2 separate regions of the Anas platyrhynchos genome follow, and region 2 is linked to region 1. Evidence: chromatin contacts called from public Hi-C data. All regions are on one chromosome and are shown on one strand. Each heading gives the region's core, a stretch centred on a gene start, on an enhancer-like site or on the middle of the called end of the contact. The rest is flanking DNA. Distances are from core to core; before and after follow the strand shown.

Evidence for each region. Hi-C and Micro-C count contacts between places; a contact is called where the count stands out from the background.
Region 2: a contact with region 1 is called in a Hi-C map of subcutaneous adipose tissue, with 3 times the contacts expected there. The contact joins the enhancer-like site here to the promoter of TBC1D7 in region 1. A contact is called at or near these places in 5 of 8 Hi-C or Micro-C datasets (F1 follicle, liver, skeletal muscle and 1 more).

Annotation. Positions count from the first base shown.
Region 1 is chr2:95,351,414-95,354,949 of IASCAAS_PekinDuck_T2T, reverse strand. TBC1D7 (TBC1 domain family member 7) reads left to right here and starts at 1,537. Exons shown (of 10, transcript XM_013103895.5): 1 at 1,537-1,691; 2 at 2,530-2,734; 3 at 3,186-3,306. The coding sequence starts at 3,195. LOC119716084 (a long non-coding RNA gene) reads left to right here. Exons shown (of 3, transcript XR_005263767.2): 3 at 1-1,004.
Region 2 is chr2:95,455,982-95,459,289 of IASCAAS_PekinDuck_T2T, reverse strand. LOC119715829 (a long non-coding RNA gene) reads left to right here. Exons shown (of 3, transcript XR_005263260.2): 2 at 1-3,308. Among named protein-coding and RNA genes, the nearest start is that of GFOD1, 27 kb to the right of the region's middle. Within about 2 kb of position 1,704, at least 5 of the 8 cell types and tissues checked have an H3K27ac peak or open chromatin away from gene starts, as enhancers often do. A contact at or near this core is called in subcutaneous adipose tissue, where this site is marked.

The DNA.
Region 1 (3,536 bases), core at 288-2,787:
TTTTTTTTCCTTAAAAAAAATAGGTTTGTAGGCTTTTTTTTCGCTTTATATCTGTCACCAAACAATGGTCTTTGTCATCATTAGCAGTTCATGCTAAGCCTATGCTTTTAATTTTGATTATGTTTTGAAAAGTCTCTAATTAATTTCTTTAATTAATTTCCTAGTGATCTAAATATAGTGACTGGTAGTCAGATTTACAGTTGGCTTTGGCTGGGATTCCACTATAAACTATTAAATAAATGTTAGAAACTGTTTACAGACACCATTAAGAAAAATGGTGTGTTTCAGAAATGTGACTGAGAAACCTGTAATATGTAGTTTAGAAACTTTTCTAGGGGGAGCATATTATTATTTTTTTTTGGGTGGTGGTATTGATTTTATGCTATATTTTCATGCAGCTAAACTTTTCGGACTTATTTTTACTATTCATTTGATTAATCAAAGCCATCATTACTGTATTAACCTGATACAAATCCACAGTACAGCACCTGGTAGCTCAGCTGCTTAAAATATTTTTGAATCTGCTGTACAATGAACAGTGTTAAAACGAATTGTGCTAGCTTTAGCCCTTTTTAGAGCACCACTAAAGCTATGTGACACATATTGACGAGGTCAAGAATAAGTACTTTTAAATGACAGAGATGTGATTGAACTTCTGTAGCATTTTCCTGAATCTTGTGATACTTGTTAGCTGCCAGCAGCACCAAAGGGGTCTCGCACAGAGGCAACTGCCACCTATCGACAAAAGATGCGTACAATGCCAATGTTTGAAAACTGCAAAAAATGGCACCAGGCTGCCACCTGCTGCTGTGCAGAATTACTTCAACAAACACATTTGTGAGGCCACACCATCATTCCTCGACGAGCTGGCTCCAACAAAAGCGTGCCCATTGTGCAGCAGCGTGCTTTCCTCTAGGCATCCAAAAAGCGTTGCTCAGGATGATAGAAAGGGAAGTTCTGTCTGCTTGAAAACAGGCCACTTATAGGAACCTAAAAAGCTGTCTGGAGGGGATCTAGCATTCTGAAGTCTCAGCGTTGCTGGCTGAGGTATTTGATGGTTAATGTTCCTGCTTCCAGAAAGGGACCGTGAGCTGAAAACTCAGCTTCTGGTAAAAGAATCTGCCTGTCTCTTGCAGTCGGGCAGCATAATACTGGCCAGATCTCAAAACTCTGAACAACGAAAACATGAAGAAATTAAAACACGGTGTCCCGTAATTTTGGCAGCACAGGGTGATTTTTGGGTGCTGGCCTTCCCCCCGTGAGGGCCTTCATCTGATGTGAGAGGTGGAAGTTTTAGCGCCGGCCACAGAGGAAATCTCATTGCAAAGCCCAACAGCTTTCCACAGGTTACTGTGACTAAACCATCCCTCCCCGTCACAGTGGATAGCCCACATTGCTAAGCATAAAATAGTAAATAACACAGAGTGGGTAGAACTTGTATGAGGGATGACGGTTTGCTTTTCTTTTTTTTTTTTTTTTTGTTGTTGTTTTTTTTTGGGTTTGGAGTTTTTAACCCTTCTTTGTCCCGTCCCCCCGCGCCCCGCTACAGGGCGCAGCGCAACCGCTGGTCACGCGGGGCGCGGCTCAACCGCCACCGTGTGGGCGGTGCCCGCGCATGCGCCGCGCGCTACCCAGCCGCTGTGTGGGGCCGCGTCCGGCTCCTGGAGATGGGGGCCCGGCCCCGGGGTTTGGTGAGGGGAGAGAAGGGGGTGTGTGTCTGTGTGTTATTAATTACCGTAATTAGGATCGCATCGGTTCTTTCTTATAGGTGGTGCTCATAGTCGGTGTGTTGTTCCTGTTCTATGGCTGTACTGTCAGCTCGCCGCGAATGGTAGAGGCTGAACGTTTTCTAAGTAGCGCGTATTAAAGTCAAACAAATATTTTAAGGGTAATTGAGCGTCTGTACCGCCTGAACTCAGCTTGTAAGGGCTGCTGAGCCCTTAAATGCACAATGCGTGAATATCACAGTCATTTTCATGGGGACAGCGTGTAACTGGAATATCCTGCAAGTAATATAAATATTTTTTCCTCTGGCTTGGAGATGGTATTTGTCTGATCTCAGTATTAATTCAGGCCTTTGCTGCTTTATATTTTTCCGGTTGGTCTTGACTATGATCCTACAAAGCACTCAGAATGGACTTAGTTTGAAAAACAAATAGGTCTAGTGCATATATGAGTTTGCTGCTTGAAAAAATGTGACCTTATATCTGCAAATGCTGTGCTCCTATTGTGTGTGCTTCAGTTTAGCAAGGAAAAGAATAATTTAACTAGGAAACGTTTTTGATATATAATTCACCTGTTACTGTCCCTCAAAACAAATAATTTTTCTCCAAATTTTGCTGTTGTCACTGGGCTTAAAAGTTGAGGTTGTTTGTAACTCTTTTGAGTTACAAAGCGTAGTTTTATCGTATTTGTAAGCCTGCAAAGGAGAGGAGAGAATTGATATGTAAAGGTTTGAGCTGCATTGAAGTATAAATGTTTGTTATGAAACACATAGTTCTCGCTACAATAATTTACCATTGTTTCCAGTGCAAGGATGAGACAGTTATGTCCGTTTAGTACCAGAATGACGAGCTCAAGAGTGGGGGTGTTACGGTGCCTGATAACAACATGAACATTTAATTCAAATCTGCAACTTAAGAACAAAACTACAGATCTAGCCTTATCCTTTCCTATCACTTCTGTGTTACTGAAGCCAACGTTGGATTGCTCTTGCCTCTGGTTACCTTGTCTGGTGAGTATGAAACCTGATGAATTTTACTTATTTGTATAACGGTTGCATGCGGTTAGAATTTCTGTAGCCAACATTATGTCAGGCTCTTAAATGTAGTTTTATATTAGTTTTGAAATATATGAAATCACCTAAGAAGAGACTCTCCAGCGTGTTTCGAAACTGTAATGTAATTTACTGCAGGAATAATAGTGTAAAAAAATCACTCTTTCATTTCAAAATTGTATATATTTAGATCTTGTTTAGGTCCAGTTTTTATTTTTATTTATTTTTATGATTGTTTATGTTAGCATATGATGTAGAAAATCTTGGAAGACTTTCATATTCTGTAGAGTTTATTAATATTATAGAGACGTAGGCAGTCAGTTTTTATCAGTGTGCAGCAGTATTTGACTTTAACATAATATGAATTTATACTTGTAACTCAAAAGGGGAATTACTGTTTCTCCAAAAGAAATCAATCATGGCTGACGACTCTCAGAGAAACTTTCGCTCTGTGTATTATGAAAAAGTGGGATTTCGTGGAGTTGAAGAGAAGAAGTCACTGGAAATTTTGTTAAAAGATGACCGATTGGGCAAGTCAATTTCATTCTTTCCTCTGTTCATTTGGTGATTTAGCATCAGGTAGGGGAGGGTATAATGGATGCTTTGTAACAGCTGCGCTTAATACTCACTAAAGTTTTTCATCCTTTACCTTTAATCTCTCAGTTTGTACTAGCAGTCCTTTGAGTTTCAAGGAGTTGAGGATATAAATTGTAAAAACTATTAAGGATCTGTGCTTGCATGTTTTTTTCTCTCATTCTCT
Region 2 (3,308 bases), core at 455-2,954, 100 kb before region 1:
GCAGGTCTCCTGGTGTTTTTGCCTGACTTCCTCTTTGTTGGGACACCTCACTCCTAAGTTTGGAAGAGGTGATCTTTAAATATTAACCAGCTTTTCAGGGCTCCTCTTCCCTCCAGGGTTTTGCCTCATGGTACTGTACCAAGCAGATCCCTGAGGAGGCTAAAGTCTGCTCTTCTGTAGTCCACGGTAGTGAGCTTGCTGTGCTCCCTCCTCACTGCCCTCAGGATCCTAAACTACACCATTTCACAGTCACTGCAACCAAGGCTGCCCTTGAGTTTCATATTCCCCACTAGTCACTCCTTGTTGGTGAGAATGTGGTCCATCATAGCACCGCTTCTCATTTCCTCCTTTATCACATGGAGAAGGAAGTTACCATCAACGCATTCCAGGAACCTCCTGGACTGCCTGCGCCATGCTGTGCTATGAGTCCAGCAGATACCAGGGTAGTTGAAGTCCTCCATGAGGACCAGGGCTTGTGAACATTAGCCTGCTTCCATCTGTCTATAGAGGGCCTCATCTGTTTGGTCCTCCTGATCAGGTCGCCTGGAGCAGACTCCCATTGTCATGTCCCCTGTCCCTGCCCCACAAGCTCTCTGTCAGCTCCTCATCCATCCCCAGGCAGAACTCCATACACTCTAGCTGCTCACTGACATAGAGGAAGATCTCCCCTCCTTGTCACCCCTGCCTGTCCTTCCTGAAGAGCCTGTATCCTTCCATTGCAACACTCCTTTCATGGGAGCCATCCTACCATCTCTGTAATGCCAATGAGGCACATCAATGCATGCCCTGCAGGCATGCAGACATCTCTCACTCCTCTTGTTTCATGGTTCCCATGGTTTAACTAACCAAAGCCCTGCCTGTGGCACCAGTCTTGTAACAATCTGTTGATTTGCCAGATTCAGCTGGCCCTTTCAATCCCCTTCCCTTTGATTAGGAGCATGGATCAAAGGACTACCTATGCTCCTGAGCCCTTTACTGGTGCTCCCATGGCCCTGTAATCCCTCCTGATGCTCCTCAGACTGCTGTAGGCTGCCTCAGTGGTGTCCATGTGGAACAGCAGCAGTGGATAATAGTCCTTATGCTGCACAAGGCTGGGCAGTCTTTTGGTGACATTCCTGTTACGAGCCCCTCCTGCCCCCCACCAATTGCCTCGGACAGTGATCAAAAAATCTTAGGAAGTGTGGATTCCCAGAAAAGCATTTCATTTCAGTGCTGACACGGGTAGATGGTAGGGTAGATGGTACTGTAATAGTTACATCTGAGCTGCCAAGGTGTGTAGCGATGGTATCAGCAGTGACACACCGGGAGTGCCTCTGTAAGCGTTTCAGTGTTATCAGTGAAAACTAACAGGAGTGGGTACGTTGCCCGTGGTATCAGCAGTGACACACTGGGAGTGCCTTTGTATGCGTTTCAACTTCATCAGTGAAAATTAACAAGACTATGGAGAAAGGGTGAAGAAAATGGAGACTAACGTTGGTAAGGATTCTATTTAAAGTATCACTTTAGAAGTGCAAGCAACGCGGGACTGTGAACACACACCACCGCCACAACCTGCACCCAGCGCGACTCAGGCACCCAGCCCCACGTTACCCCGGGACCTCGCCTCCCCAGGGGCGGCCCCGCCGGCTCTCGCGAGAGGGGCTGAGGGGAGGGGGCGTTGCCAGGGCGACGGCGGCCGCGCCCCCGCCCTCTGCCTAGGAACCGCCTCCGGGAGGGTGGGGCCAGTGGCGCATGCGCACGCCGTGGCTGGCGCTGCCTGGGTTGCTGTGTGGCGTTATCTAGGTGCTCCTGTTCCAGCAGGTCGATTGGACTAAATGAGCTTTCAAGATCCATTCCAATCCCAAACGTTCTGAAATTCTGTCATTCTGTTTAATGAATGATTTTTTAGAAAGTCACACATGTTGCCTACCAATCTCTGTTTAGAACCAGGTTTTAATATGGCTAGTGTGCAAAATGCGACACTGCATAAGCAGTAACAAGACAACGGTCTGCTAGTGGTAGAAGGAAACCCAGCCCCTGTTCAATACTTTTTTTACTTCGTCTTTCATTAAAAATGGGTCTGCTGAATGGTTGGCAAAATTAAACATCTTCACAACTGGTCCAGAATTAGGAAAGAACAGTCTATAGAAGACTTGAATGTTTTCACATTGATGGCACTTAGTGAAATTATCCTTCTTGTATAAAATAACTACATAAAACGTAAAGATATTAATGGGCAACTTTTTTGTTTGTTTGTTTTTTGTTTACTTCTGTTTAAGACTACGACTATACAGTCACTGCCCAGACTGCCTTGCTGTCTCTCCCAGCTCTGAGTATCTTTCCTCAACCAGTCCAACATTTTTCTGTCCGTAAAAGTAAGTGTTATGACCAAGCTGGCACCTCATACAGAAATCTGCTTTTATTTTGAGAAAAATGATGAAAACTGTAATTCTGTCATTAATGTAAGGGGGAAAAGATGTTGTTACTACTTTTCCACTCTTTTCTTTGGTAAAAAAATAAATTAATTGCCTCTCACAACCATCAACATTAACAGGACAGCTTTTTACCATTAAGAATTCTTGCTTGATAGAGTGTGAGACTCATTTAAATGTTTCATAGTTTTATTCAAAAGATGTGTTTTACTTTCATTACATTCTAGTACCTTCTCATACTTACAGTCAGCATATGCTTTCTACTGAATTTGTCTCCAAGCTAAGTTGCTATATTGAAACCCAAAACTGTAAGTATTTAAAATTTTGTGATGATTATGTACATGAGTCCACTTCTCCCAGAAAAACTAGCACACAGCCACTTTGACATCTTTTTCTGGAAAAGTGCTTTGGGGCTGAAAGTGCTGATGGCTCTGAACTGATACTAGTAGGATATAATCCACAAAAAAAAATAGAGGTCTTTACTGAGTGGTAATAGCTAATTTAGAACACTTGATTGTGTATGTTTCTACAAAGTGCTTTACTTTGCAATTGGTAGGCACAGCACTTCTTGCCATTTTACCACCAAGTCACTTAGTTCCATTAGATGGTTGTCATCTACTTCAGTTTTAACAACCATGGAACTAACATATCTCCAACCTACATTTATGTGCAAACTAACTGGAACTAACTTTATCTACATAACAAAAACTGTGAGTTTTGTCACTTTGCTGTATTATTAATAAATTGAATAGCAGAAGTCTTAACACAGGTTCAGCAGTACTGATGAAGTTACAGTTCACTGGCTATTTATTCCTGTGTAGAACAACTGGCACAGTAATTTAGAGGAATAATTACATGAAATTGTGGTAGGCCTTACAAATAAGCTTTTGATGTGGC